Regions from separate parts of the Mus musculus genome. Here region 2 is linked to region 1. The links are chromatin contacts, called in public promoter capture Hi-C maps. All regions are on one chromosome and are shown on one strand. Each heading gives the region's core, a stretch centred on a gene start, on an enhancer-like site or on the middle of the called end of the contact. The rest is flanking DNA. Distances are from core to core; before and after follow the strand shown. Region 1 holds the start of 1700030O20Rik (RIKEN cDNA 1700030O20 gene). Region 2 holds the start of Grip1 (glutamate receptor interacting protein 1).

The links. Promoter capture Hi-C pulls out the DNA fragments that hold promoters and counts their contacts.
Region 2: a promoter capture Hi-C map of pre-B cells shows a contact between it and region 1, with 2.9 times the contacts expected there. The contact joins the promoter of Grip1 here to the promoter of 1700030O20Rik in region 1.

What each region holds. Positions count from the first base shown.
Region 1 is chr10:116,726,627-116,734,161 of GRCm38.p6, forward strand. It overlaps 1700030O20Rik (RIKEN cDNA 1700030O20 gene), which reads right to left and starts at 2,551. Exons shown (of 3, transcript NR_045345.1): 1 at 2,451-2,551. It overlaps 4930579P08Rik (RIKEN cDNA 4930579P08 gene), which reads left to right and starts at 2,627. Exons shown (of 3, transcript NR_131036.1): 1 at 2,627-2,826; 2 at 4,367-4,504.
Region 2 is chr10:119,449,892-119,457,249 of GRCm38.p6, forward strand. Grip1 (glutamate receptor interacting protein 1) reads left to right here and starts at 4,143. Exons shown (of 23, transcript NM_001277292.1): 1 at 4,143-4,531. The coding sequence starts at 4,474.

The DNA of each region.
Region 1 (7,535 bases), core at 1,301-3,800:
GGTCACCCCTGTACCAGTTAGGAATCCTCTGTGTCCTGTCCAGTGTCATCCAACCTGCCCAGGCTTTGTTAACCACTATCCTAGCCTTTGCTCCTTTGAGATCAGCTTTTCAGCATCCATGTTTAAATGAAAGCATTTGTCTTTCTATTACTGACTTAGTTCACTGGGTGACCTTTGGTTCCATGTTGCTGCCCACAGCAGCTTTTTCACTTTTTCATGATTGAGTAATATTCCATTGTGTATATGACGTTCTTCACTTTGTCCATTTCCTGGTGGACATTTAGCTTGATTCCATGTCCTGGGTATTGTGAATATTGCCACAGTAAACATGGCAGCGATTTCTCATTCACTTGTTAGTCTCAGTTCCTTTAGATGTGCTGTGGGTAGTGGGACCTGCTGTGTCACACAATGTAATGGTGGTATTTATTAATTTTTACTAACAGTGTGTGTATGGGACTCGCCTTTCTCATCCACCAATGTTCATTCTTTTCTGTCTCTTTGGGGGAGGGAGGTAACCTTTCCAACTAAGGTGACATTTCATTGTGGTTTTGATTTGCTTGTGATTAGTGAGGCTGGGTACGTTTTCATGTAAGTGGTCATTTGTATTTTGTTTTTAAAATTGTCTATCTCATTTTCATATTTTTAATTAACAGGGTTTATTTTTTCCACTTTTTCAGTTGTAAGGTTCCCCTTCTTCCTCTTCCTCCTTTTCACTTCTCTCAAACTTTCTGCTGTGTTTGTTTTCTCGTTAGCTCGTAATTCCCTGCTAAAGCAATTTCCTGGTGGCTGCTTTAAATTCCTGTCAGATGGTCCCTGTCCATCCCATCTCTTGTTGACTTTTGCTAAGAGCCTTTTCTATCTTCTCGGTTCTGGGTCTAAGTGACGTCCGTCATATGTGACATGCAGGGTGCAAGCTGTAAGCTTTAGCTTCCTCCCGCATCTCCTGTGCAGGACGTCATCCTGTTTAGCTTGCATTTGCTAAACGTGGACATCCAGTCCATCACACACTAAAAAGGTCTGTCCTGGCATGATTTCATTTTCCATACAAAGTTGCCCTCTCAGAAGCGCCGCGTTACTTAGCTAATGCTGTTGCCCGCTTCAAGCTCAGGTGCCAGGTGTTGGTTTACGCTCCCTGAATTTTGCCTTGTCATCTTTCAAGATCCACAGACATTTTCTATTTCTTCTGTTCCTCCTCTGCCACCAAGGGCTTCCAGTGAGTCAGTTTACCCTCCCCCATCCAGCTCAGCTAGACTTTTCAGTTAGAATTCCGACACCTTCCTGCTTTCGGAAAAACAAAGGCTCCCAGGGGCCTTGTGGCTCTCTCTCTCCAAGCGCGCACTTCATGAACTGTTTGGGACTGTGGGATTGCAGCTCAGTTTCTCTCTCCATTTTTCCACAGTCCTTGTTGCGTCTCCTTGTGAAGCCTGACTTGCTGGGGTTTGGGAGTGGGGCGCCGGGGGAGAAGAGGATGCCAACACTCACTTGAACAAGGGCTGCTCTCAGTCAGCTCGTTCAGATTACACCTCCAGTGAAAGATACTGAAAGTACTGGGCATTCTCCTGCCGTGAGCTTTGCGGAAATGATAGGCTGGCAACCCAAGAGAATAAGTTCAAGGCTAGCTTCACACGGGGACTGTAGGCTGCAGAAAAGTGCCGGCAGCTTAGGAATGAAGGCTGAGGGCAAGAAGGGCCAAAAACTCCAAGCGCACAAACTCCGCACACCCCAAAAGATCTGAGAGAGTATTAGAAAGACAAACGCGCCCCTTCTAGCTAACAGATGAGAACACACAGCCAGCCGGACCCGTTGGGAGGGAAAAGCGACCTGTGGCTGCTGTAGGTGGGAGAAGAAAAATCAGGAAACAACTTCAGCTTGAAAGAAGAGATGTTAGACACAAAGTAGTAAGACTAGCAGACGGTTCAGCGGCCAATCACACTGCTGCTTCCTTCAGTTTAAGGGGAAAAGGAAGTTACCCAAAGATGTTGTTTGCCCAGAATAAGAATTATAAGAGTATTGTATATTTATTTATTTTAGTTATTTTCAAACTGAACAAAGCGATACTTTCATCATCAGAAAGAGATGTTGTAATTGTGTTCTCTGTAAGAAATGTCTAGATTCTCTCTTTTTCTTTTTTTGACTTAAGCCCGGTGATGCACGTTTCTGTTTGTAGTTCATAAAGATCCTTTCTGTCTTTCACACTGACTAGTGGAGCCCTCAGAATGAACCCGTGGCCTCCATAGGGAAAGGGAAGCCTTTTCCACGGGAGGTTGGTGCTACAGGAGACCCCCTCCCATCTAATTGGCCTTGAAGGTAGTGTGTTGTTCAAGGTGAGCCTGCGCCTTACTCCTGTGGGAACCTGCTTTAGCTGGGCTTCCCTCTTCAGGCTGTCCCTTACCCTGCGGGTGGCCTAATAAATACAACTCCTTCATGGAACCTGACCCACCACCTCATACCTGTTTTCAGGCTGGCTCTGTGACAGAAACTGGAGAGGGAGGAGGAACGGGAAGGAATTGCCAGAGCAGGACTTGAAGAGTTAGGTAGACCAAGCTAGGAGGCGGGGGTGGGGGGTGGGGATAGGGGGGTGCGGGGGGGGGGGGGGTGGTGGGATGAGGCGGTTGGCTCCGCGCCTGCGCTGTAGAGGTCCAGGTCTGTGTACACAGGATGTCTGCAGCCTGGTCCAACAGCTGTCTATATCTCAGACCCAGTTGTGCCTTCTGCTCCTTGTTTTGCCTTCTCTTTGCTTGTAATGGCGAGCTCCCACACACACTGTGAAGGACTCTTTAGACCAGATTGTCTGTCTTTCTGCTCAGCAGCTCCAGCTGCCCGAAGGTGGGATGAACCTGTCTGCTCTGGAGCCAAAACTAGACCATCCCTCTCCCAAAATTTGCATCCTAAGGAGAAGCCTCGCAGCTTGGTCTCAAATAGAGTATAATTCTATGTATTCTTAGAAAGGGGGACACCCCACCCCACTCCCACCCCAAGCCAGGCCTGATAGTCTTGATTGTACGTTTTTTTTTTCCTTTAATTTTTTTTTTAATGAGTGCTTTAACTGAATGTAGACCTGCATATCAGAAGAGCAGAAGAGGGCATCAGATCCCATTACAGATGGTTGTGAGCCACCACTTGGTTGCTGGGAATTGAACTAAGAACCTCTGGAAGAGCAGACAGTGATCTTAACCGCTGAGCCAGCTCTCCATCAGATGTGGGGACTTGTAATCTTAGCTACTTGGAAGGCTGAGGCAGGGGGATTGAAAGTGCCAGATCTGCCTGGGCTACAGAGTGAGTTTCGGGGTCAGCCTAGGTGACCTAGCAACATTGTCTCAAAATAAGCCCAAAAATCTGTAAAATCAAAAGGTGAAAAGAATAGGAATATCTCTCTGTGGTAGAGAGCTTGGCTCACACATCTAAGTCCCTGGATTCCATGGTTCCATTCGAGAGAGAGAGAGAGAGAGAGAGAAGGGGGGGGCAAGGTAGGGGGGAACTTCTCTGGAGGAGTGTGTGAATTAGAATTTAATAAACAGATGGCTTTCTGGATCTATGAAAGACAGAGATTACAATACCTACACAAAAGGCTTTTCGGGTGTGAAGTGCCACAGTGCACATAACTAGCCCAGTGCTACAGAGAGAGTGGGGGGGAGACACGAATGTATCACGTGAGAAACTCCTGTGAACACAGCTAAAGAAAATTCGTTCCCTTAGTGTCCTCTCTCCATTTAACAGCTTTTTCAGTCTCCCGTCCACGTGCCCTTCCCCCTCCCTGTTTCATCTCATTCTGCCTCTGTCTCCAAGCAATCGGGAGATGACAAGTGTTTGTGGAAAGATCCACACCCTGATTGGAACAGCTGCCTTCTCAAGTGGGCCTGACTCAAAGGTGCCCACAGGACAGTGAAAGAAAGGCACAGCAAAGGTTCCCCTCTGCCCAGTGGTGGAGCTCAAGACCAGCGAAACCAAGAAAAATCTTCCCAACTTCTTAGTCAAGTCGTGCTTGTTGAGTTGGGGTTCAGAAAAAGCTCATCACTGTAAATACACGGCCGTAGGAACTCATCAAAAACACTGCATGAATCTGAGTCTTTGTTCCCATTGGTACATCAGAAAAGCTATATGCCAGACTCAGAGAGAGAGACAGAGAGACAGAGACAGAGAGACAGAGAGAGACAGACCGATAGAGAGGAAGACACACACACTCAAATAGTAAGTGTGTATTGTGGTTGTGATTGTGTGTGTGTGTAAGGAGTGGAGGTTATCAGAGGGAAACTCAATATTAGTATCTACACTGCAAATTGCTGTATTGTAAGACAGACTCCATAAACTTGAGATATCAATTGAAGAGCACACCCATCATTTTATTGTTTCTGTCAATCAATTTTAGTACCCAGAAGAGGTCCTGAGACGCCATTGAAGTCACTGTTCCTAACACAGCAGCAAAGGAGAACAAACTTTACCCGCCACCTCTCTCTGCTGGCGTGTAGGACCCAGATATCAGAAGCACAAAGTCTAACTAAAGCAGGTGACTTCTCTCTGCTTATCCCACAGTTGCCACCGGCATGAGATGTATCTTTCTATATAATGGCCAGCTAGCTGCTCATTGATATAACGCCACCAGACTGGCAACCCAAGTGCCTTTCCCAGGGGTCACCTGCTTTGTGTTGTCTTGTCACCGTCACCATAAGGGTGGAGCAGTGACTGGGATAGTGACAGTAAAGCCACAGGAACAGGGCTGCTAGAGGGGAAAGGTGTTTGCCAGCAAGTGTGGGCAGAGACATCTGGCTCCTTCAAGGTAGCAGCTGTCCTGGGGCTTGAATGCCACTGGGACTGGGAGAGGGACTGGGAGAGGGACTGGGAGAGGGACTGGGACATTGCTGGATGTCCCATCCACAGCAGACACACGAGGGGAGTTTGGGCATTGCTTCTGGCTACATGGCTTAAGGGTCTTGTTCTGCTTTCTCACAAATTCTGAGTGAGGTAATGCCTCTAAAATTACTATTTTTCCACTTAAAACTCCAGTCCCTTTCCCTTGTCTCTCTGGGATCTCTCCTGCAATCATTAACAAGAACTCAGTGGGTAATAGGGCCAGGCATTGATTGCCTCGGACACTGATAGGAGAGACAATACCAAGATGCGGTATCACGGAGAATACACACTCAACTCAGGACTTTAGCTGCCTCTGCGGGGGACTGGAGGGGGAAGAGGGTTGCATGTGGACTCTTGTCATTTACCCCAAATTTCTACTTGCATTTTTTTTTAAATAAGAAGAATGGTCTCTGGTCCTGTTTATGCTTAAAATGGCGCAATAAAACACGGGAAAAAGAAAATGGCCCTAAGTGTAACACAAGAGAGCAGTACCCTCCAGCTCACTCTTGCCTCGGTTACATTCAGCTATGTTTGTTGTAAGCACTGCCTGCGGACTTACTTAGCCCAGCAACTCTCGATCTTCCTAATGCTGCGACCTTTGACTAGAGTTCCTTACGCTGTGGTGACCCCCAGCCATGAAATTATTTTCGTTGCTACTTCATAACTGTACTTTTGCGACTGTTATGAAGCATAATATATAAATATCTGTGTTTTCTGATGGTCTTAGGTGGCCTCGAGAAAGGGTCGTTGTGCACAGTTTGAGAAATGCTGGTTTAGACGAGGCAAATTAAAGGGACCTCGATGTTCCCAGTGACCAGAAAAGCAGAGATACACAAACAGATGAGTTATGCATGGTGCTGCGACCGGAAAGACGTTTTATGGAGAGCCCTGCAAGGGGCTTCTTAGCACAGCCTGGGAAGAACAGGACACGGCTGACATAGCAGTAACTCGGAGTCTGCAAGAATAGTCAAAAGAAGCGGAAAAATCGGCTACGTGTGGTGTCTTAGTCAGGGTTTCTGTTCCTGCACAAACATCATGACCAAGAAGCAAGTTGGGGAGGAAAGGGTTTATTCAGCTTACACTTCCACACTGCTGTTCATCATCACCAAAGGAAGTCAGGACTGGAACTCAAGCAGGTCAGAAAGCAGGAGCTGATGCAGAGGCCATGGAGGGATGTTCTTTACTGGCTTCCTTCCCCTGACTTGCTCAACCTGCTCTCTTATAGAACCCAAGACGACCAGCACAGAGATGGCGCTACCTACAAGGGGCCTTTCCTCCTTGATCACTAATTGAGAAAATGCCTTACAGCTGGATCTCATGGAGGCATTTCCTCAGGAGGGGCTCCTTTCTCTGTGATAACTCCAGAGCTTGTGACAGGGTGACACACAAGACCAGCCAGTACCTGGTATTCCATGTGACCTTGGCAAACTTTCCCTTCCTGTTCATCCTCACCCAACCCATGGCCAAGACCATCCTAACAGACACAGGAGAGGGAGCTATGGAAAACTAGAAACGCAACAAGAATGGTTAATCTAAGCCTGAACAGCTGCCGGGAGGCAAAGGCAGGTTCCATGTCTCTTTGGCTGCCTTTCTCACGGGGAGTCACATGGAAACCAAGAGGCTTCCTTGGGGAGCCAAGGCCACCAGACCTTTCCTGGGCAGTGTGGGTGCATTCACAAAAGAACTTATTTTTATTTTCTTACTGTTTCCTAAACTATGGAAGCTGTTTACCCAGAATAGCAGAGAGAGGAGCTCTCCAAAGAAACACATTTATTCCAGAAGGAGCAGGAGATTTTAAAATCTGAGATATGTGTCTAATGGCAGATGGCAGACATATCCAAAGAGACTGAGACAACGCAAGACTTTGAGGAGCTGGAAGAAGGTTACATAAGTTGTTTTGAAACAAGTACCCTTGGCTAGAAGGATCACCAATGAGCCCAAAGTTGAATAGTTCTGTCTCTGGACAGATGTCCCTGGGGAATATTCTTTGCATGAAGTGGCAGAGGAGGCCTTTGGGCCACACTGTGGCTTTCACAGATCCCTATGGCAGTTCTAAATCACAGACATGTGTGCTGGACCTGATGTCTCATGGTCCTCCATTTTGCGAGGGTTGGAAGTCAGTAACTCCATCTTGATCCTGATGGCTTCCACGTGGATAGAAAGAGTGCCGGCTGGACTGGGTTGCAGCTGGGGGTGTGAATCAGCCAAGGCTTGCGGTCCACACCCCACCCCCTAGCCCTGTAACTCCCCACCCACCCACTTTCTCATCACTGGCTACCCTGCTCAGTGTCTTCCAGCCAGCAGCTTACAAAGCTTACAAACGGTCCTTCCCAGCCTCTAGTTAAGTGCTCACACCTTCCCTTCTCCCAGATGCATTCTTTGACAATCTGACTTTTCTCCATTTAGCCAAGCCCCAGAGCCAATCTGATAACGTTAACCTGCCAACAAAATGACTCAGGGTGACGTCTGATGAGGCACTCCCTTCTCGTCAGAGATTCCTATTTCAGTCAACTTTCCAGGGTGAACAGTCTCCTGCCCAAAAGAGAAACATCAACGCATGAGAAAGTTAAGTACCGTATGCCTTCCTTGGCCATATTGTTCTCGATGAGTGGCTGGCCCGAACGCCTGTTACTATGGGCAGTCCAATCTGGTTGAACATCCTTCATCACCCACTCTGTTGACCAAAT
Region 2 (7,358 bases), core at 2,893-5,392, 2.7 Mb after region 1:
TGTTTGTTTTCTGCCATCTACCCTTTTCCCCACAAGACGACACATGCTCCCAAGAAGCTTCCTTCATTTCGAATGTTCAAAGAGGACTCTGCAGGTAAGAGTGAGTTAGTAACATCTGAAAGGATGCACGTACCCAGTAGGCGGATAGACGGGCTATTAAAAGAGTTTTAGATCCACCGTATGCGGTGGCAAGCAGGTGCTGGATTTCCGTAGCACGGCTGAGGCTTTCGGGCTTGTTTAATATGCAGTGGGTTTCTGTGTGAAGAGTTCAATGCATAGTTTTTTAAAAAAAAATGCATACGGAGTGGATGTTCCAGGCCCTGGAGCAAATCCCAAATAACAGCTGGGATTTTACCTCTTCTGCAGGACTCCTCCAATCCCGGAAACCAAATACCACAGACTCCTACCATCATCACTAGCGTGAAGGCCTTGTGAGCAAGAGACTAGAGGGCCTAATGTCAGAATAGGAGGAAATGAGAGGAGCATACATGTTCTCAGGACTTTAAATGACTAACAACTGGAAAACCATGACCAAACAATGCAATTAATGCTTCCAGTTTACAGAATCAGTCTATTAATCTTTTTTTTTGGGGGGGGGGGCAGGGCAGGGGCGTGGTTCAAGACAAGATCTCACTATTTAGCCCTGGCTGTTCTGGAACTCACTCTGTAGACTAGGCTGGCCTCAAACTCGAGAGATCCATCTGTGTCAGCCTCCCCAGGGCTGGCATTAAAGGAGTATGCCATCACCACCTGGCCTAGAATTTCCCTTCCTTACCAGGTGAGGAGGGCGTTAGAAGTGAGAGAGTATGCCTCCGTTTCTTTACTCAGAAAATTATAAAATTGGGACCAAGCAAGGACACCTTTGGGATTGTGTCCCATTGTCTTAACTTAACTTGGTTAAGGTAAATCATTGTCAATTTTTAATTCTATAAACTCAGGCTGCAAGACCATTCAAGTTGCTCTAGGTTCTTGGAAGAATTTATGTTCAAAGTAATTCCACAGATTGAGATCTTGTCTAGAAACCATGGCTGCAGGGATAGGTACTTCCTTATTTATTTGTTTATTTTTTGGCTTAATTTAATTACAGCTTTTCTCCCTTCCCTTCCCCCCTCCAAACTCATATATCCCCCCTTCCCCACTGTGGTGGTCTGAATATGCTTGGCCCAGAGAGTGACACTATTAGGAGGTGTGGCCTTGTTGGAGGAAGTATGTCACTGTCGGGGTGTTCTTTGAGACCCTCTTCCGAGCTGCCTGGAAGACAGTCTTCTCCTGTTTGTCTTCCTGCCTAGATGATGATGGACTGAACCTCAGAACCATTAAGCCATCCTCAATTAAATGTTGTCCTTTAAAGAGTTGCCTTGGTCATGGTGTCTCTTCATAGCAATGGAAACCCCAAGACACCCACTCCTTTTCAAATTCATGGCCCCCCTTTTGATTAACTGTTACTGCCCATTCTTTAAAGGACATTAATTTTCAAATTTACTAAAGAAAAAAAAAATGAATGTGCTTAGCTGCTTGAGATCTAGTTTTTTGTTTTAAAAATAAAGCTCGAGATAATGTTACAATCTCTTGGAATAGACTTTCAGATGCATTGTTTTGAATATAAGGCTACATCAGACTCAATTCAAATTACCTAGTAGTATTTTTCTAATATTTTTCTGTCAAGTGATCGCAATAATACAATGAGAAGGCTTCATGAAGAGAATACCAGGGGTAGCCCACTGAGGGCAAATGCTATCACCCTTGAGTATCAGTGAGTTTATTTCCTTTGTAGCTAGAGATACAAAGAGAAAAGCTACATTTGTAGCTAGAGATACAAAAAGAAAAGCTACTATCCGGGACACAGCTAGGGACTTAGTTGCTGATGGCCATATACGATATGGTGATGCAAGATGTTCGCTATCAGTGAACACATATTTGAGACAAATAACACGAGGTGGGGCAAGTTATGACTTAGAGAGTTTGTTCTTTGCAGCTGTATTAGTCACAAGATAATATCTGACCCTAGTATCTAAGATGTGCTAATTTGAATTACTACCAAAATAAAATAAATAAAAAATCTTCCAGTATCCCTAGCTTTTATCCAAGAGTCCAACACATAGTAGGGATTTTGTCAGAGTTAAAAATATAATCAGTAGGTACAAGTTAGAACTCTGGCATCACTAGGCTGTCACTTTGGTGGGGCAATCATACCGTTGATTGCAGTAAAACCTCATGAGTAAGGGCCAGTTCATATCAGAGGTTTATTAGTCAGGCCCCCCAGAATAACACCTGTTAGAATAATCATCCGCATCGTAGATATTACATCAAATGCTCCAGCGGTTTTTGTGTTGCTGGAAGCTGAGTGTATGCCTGTACTTGTAGCCAGCCTGGCTATTGCTGGATGCCCTTTAATCTTTCCGGAAAATCAAGGCACATTCTTGAAACAAACTTAGGGCAAGACCAAAGTTATGCCATCTGTTTTTCTGGATTTTACAAAGAGTCTGAAAGGAGCCTGCTCAGATGGGACTGGGGTGGGGGTGGGGGGCCAAGGCGGGGACAATAAAGAGTTTTTCTGTATAGTTTTGGCTGTCCTGGAACTCGCTCTGAAGACCAGGCTGGCTTCGAACTCTGAGACATACTTGCCTCTGCCTCCCAAGTGCTGGAATTAAAGGCATGCACCACCAAGCCACCACTGCCCAGCGCAGATGGGATTTCTAAGAACCCCTGGGATGTTGTGACTCAGTTTCTACTTAGCTCTTCAGCTCCCAGGTGCTGTGTAGCTCTGCTCTTGAATCCTTTCCTTTCTTTCCTTAGGAGAGACAGCCACTGGTTTTTGGCAGCAGGGCAGCTCTGCAGTGACAACCAAGCACTCGCACAAGGGGCAACGGCAGGTGCCAACATCCCTGCTTGATCAGACAGTTTATGAGATGGCAGGAGAAGACAGACCTTATCTTCAGGTGCTGTGTGATTATGCTATTGCTCTGGCAGTGAGAGAGCAGAAGGCTGGCAAGAGCTGATGTCCCCATTGAGGGAGAGGAACCACAGTTCCTTCAGAGGCCAAAAGAAACCGCAGAGGCGAAACCCCCAAACCACACTCCAGTAGATACAGCCTCTGGGGCTCCAAACTCTTCAGAACCCGTCAGATGGGAGGGAAAGGCATGGCTATTTTCCAGCCAGAGGCCCAGGCTTGAAGAAATGAATGGCATCTCCATGCAAGACAGACAGCTGCCAAAAGTCCCTCTCCTAGTAGCACTGAGGTCTCAAGGAAGAGCCCACATGCCTGGGCAGAACCTTCCAGGCTCTGGTACAAAGGCTTCTGTCCCCCCTCCCCCTCCCCACCTTTATTCATTTTCCACTGATTTTTTTTTTCTTTCTGTGAGCCTATGACAAGAGGAAGAAACTAATCATAAAACCTGATCATAAAATTCCTTCCTACACTTGAAGACAGCTATTAAATATTCACTCAGCTGAGGTCTGCTTGCATCCTTTAAAACAAAAGGGGCTCCTGGCTCCCACCGTCCCCACCCCTGGGACCAGCGCCGACCATCCCGAAAGTTGCCACTGCCCCTGTGTTGAGGGCGAAGTTAGCGAATCCGGAGCTGCGAGTCTCAACTTGGGGGAGGGGGCGACGGGCAGGGCTGGGGAGGGGAGTGAGCGGCGAGAAGGAGGGACTAGAGGGAAGGACACTGCCCCCTGCTTCATCGAGGTCATCGCCAAAGCCGCCTAAGCGGCCGGTCGGGCTCGGGGCGGGAGGCCCGGGAGGGGCGGGCGAGGGCTCCGCAGCGGCGGCGGGGTGCCAGGCTCCGTACCTGGCGGGCCGGGCGCGCCTCGCAGGCCGGCGATCCGGGCGCCGAGGGTGTGAGCGCGCGCGCCCCTCCGTGCCCGCCCAGCCTCGCGCGCGTCTCGGGGGGAGAGGCTCTGGCGACAGGCGCCCCGGGAGCCCGCAGCTCGGTCCCGCCCGCCCCGAGGAGCTTTGTGCGGCCGCGGCGGCTCCGAGTCCCACCTGCTGGCGGCGGAGGGACGAGGAAGGAGAAGGCGAGGACGACGAAGAGGAGGAGGAGGTGGAGGAGGAGGAGCGGAGCGAGGCGGCGCCAGCCCTGAGCTCCCGCCGGCGCCCACCTCCGGGGGCTCGGCGGTCCTACACCGGCCTGCTCCGGTCCCCCGGCCTCGCGGCCACACCGCGCCACCGCGGCTGCAGAACCCCCCCCCCCCCCCAGCTCTGCCCGGTTACCGCGCGGCCCGACCGCCACAGCCACCGCCACCGCCACCCCCGGGGAGCTCGGGAGACTTGGAGGCGAGCAGCGGGGCGCGCGGCGTCGCCTCAATGTATCGGGGAGTCGCCTCGGCGCCCCAGCCCCGCTGAGCAGCCTCGGGCGTGTTGCTACCGGCCGGAGGGCGTGAGCCAGGAGGCGCGGCGAGCCCCAGAGCCGGCGACCAGCGAGTGAGCGAGCCAGCGAGTACGCCCCGGAGCAAGCTCAGGGAGCAGACACCATGCCGGGCTGGAAGAAGAACATCCCCATCTGCTTACAAGCGGAGGAGCAGGAGAGAGGTGAGCCTGGCGGTCGAGCCTGGGGGGCCGGGCCGGGCGCCCTCGGTGCCTCCCTGTCCCCCAGCTCCCCGAGACCTGTCCTCCGGCCGGCAAGGGAGGGGCGCCGTGCCCTCCGGGGACCGCGCTCCAGGCCAGGTGGCACCTTGCGAAATCCGAGAGGGGGTTTGGGGATCTGGAGGGGGGAAAAGCCGAGGGGGCAAGGGAACAGTGCTGCGGCAAGCAACTTTTCGCCCGGGGAAAGATTCTGTTTTTTCTTACCGAGGACCTAGAGGGAACTCCAGCTTCTCCTGGGCCCGCTGCGCACGTGGAGCCCCGGCTCCTCTCTGTGCGGTGGGCTCTCCTGGTGCTGGGGGTGGGGGAGAATCTTGCAATGCTTTAAGTGACTTTTCAAACTTTCCTCCTCCTGCCGCGGCCGCCTTGACGATGTCCCCGCCTCTGGCTGGGCTACGATGGTGCTGCCAAACCCAAAGTTGCAGGAGATTCTTAAAGGGGGAGTAGAAGGGGGAAGAGTGTGGGGGGCGGGTAGGGGGCGCTGCCTTGGGTCGCTGGAAGGGGGGAGGGGAGAGAGGACTGACTGTCCCCTGGCTGGTAGTGACTGCCTAAAAGATGAGTTATGCCCAGCGCAGTCCCGGCTTTCTAGTTAATACCGCAGGACTGCGGACTTTTCATAATTACTGTCTGTTTTCTTCGGAAGACACGGCTCTCCGTGCCAGGTGGCTCTGCAGCCCCTTTGTGCTTCAGCCTGCCAAGTGTGCTGGGCACGTTGTTTTGAAGTGACTCGCGGAGAGGAAAAGTTGAAGGCCTTTTGCACTCTAAACGCTTGGTTCTGTTGTCATCTTACGGTGTTTGGGTTGTGCAGTGGTTGGCCGTAACCTGGATATCATGTACGGAGTACACCAAAATTTCCTACCAAGGCCCCATGGGGCTGTGGGGTGCGCAGCATCCAGAGGGATTCCCTGGCTGTCAAGGTCCACCAGGGTTTATATACTCCTGCTGCTTCAACTACAGCCTGCTTTGGCTTGTTCAAGGAACCTGCTTGAGAATTGAATGGCTTTCAGGCTGCAGGGTCTTCATGACTAACAGTTGGTGCTGGAGGTTAAATGGTGCTTCGTGGGTAGGCTGTGATGGAAGCAGGAAGCCAATCTGGTGTGTAGAAGGGACAGCGCTATTTCCCCCCTGCCCCCCCCACCCCAAAAGAATTTGATTCTGCAGCGTGGGGGAGCTGGTATGGACGGTGGCTGGTGTTACTCGTCATGCTAAAAGTTTCAGGTTTTGGAAAAAAATGCTTACAGCCAAGAAACCAATGTACAGTTTCCAGTTTTTCTCTAGGTGGCACAGCGCGTCTTTGGTTGATAGCCTTTTTAATGACTCAGGGAATCTGTCCCTTTTAAAACCACTTCCTTATTAGAGTTGTGCATTCATTTGCAGTACACTTCTGGCGTGTGACCATGGATTTACCCCCCCCCCCCCGCCCCGCGCCCAGTGGTATCCCTGCTACAGAAATGCTTCAATGCCTGCCTTTGCATAACCATATCTTAAGATTTGCAGATCCAGGTGCCAATATTTCACTACCAGGTTGAAGCAATGAAAGAAAGGGGTCTGTCAAGCACCCAGGTCTGTCCTATCAGCTAAATGCTGCGACGCACCTGATGTTAAGTGCGTCAGTTTGATGATTAAAAAAAAAAAATCACTACTGTGTTGCCCCTAGGTTTTTATCAGAATGCTGAAGTGGGTAGATTTTTTTTTTGGGGGGGGGGATTGTAATAAAATGTACTTGTATGTCTTTTAGAAATATAGTAACTTTGAAAGATGATCACCTAATCTGCTTGGTTGAGATAAGACCGGAATTCCTCCAGTGCACAAAAATCTGAGTCAGACAAATTGGGCAGCCAAAGCTCCTCCAACAGGAGGGAACAGGGAATGTATGGCCCTTGGTTGCTTTTATTTATTTATTTATTTATTTATTTATTTATTTATTCAATGTTTTTATTCATTGCTCATGAGATGTTTTTCTAAACAGCACGTGTGTATAGAAGTGTGTGTGCATACATATATATATATATATATATATATATATATATATATATGTATATTAGTAGTATTTTTTGAGGTCCTGCCTTATTGAGAATGTGCAAATGATTTTGTTCTTTAAACATCGTCCATAAACGTAGAACTTGCGTATGTGGTTGTATCGTGTGTATGTGAGTGTATTGAGATGCTTCCGTGACTTTTGGTATGTCTGTCAGAGGACACTGCTCGGATTATGCCCTTTGCAGAATGTATTGAGTGCTTGACGTTTTTTTTTCTTTGCATTTGAAGTAACATTGTATAGACTGCCCCACTGCCCCATGATTACTTTTGAAATATAAGCTATCAGGCCAGTCAAAAAAAATAATCAACATGGAATACATATTATATTTTTAATATTGTTTGAGAATACAGTCAACCAAAAGGCCAATTTGTAGCATTAAATCCTAATGTGGGCTGTGCCCTTTCTATACCTCTTCCAACCCCAGCTTCTATTTACCATGCTGAAACACATTATGGAGACTAGTATAACTTTTTTTATGTGAATTTTATTTTTTAAAGTATCTTTGTTGATTATAACTCGAATTAATATGAAGTTCTAGCTTCCTCAAGATCCATATATATATATATGTATATATATATATATATATATATATATATATATATATATATATATATATATATATTTAAGTCTCTATCTCAGCAATATTTCTTTAAAATGCTAATTTTGGTTTAGACATGGATGGGAGGAGCTGGGGAGATGGCTTAGTCAGCATCCGTGCAAGCAGGAGGATCGGAG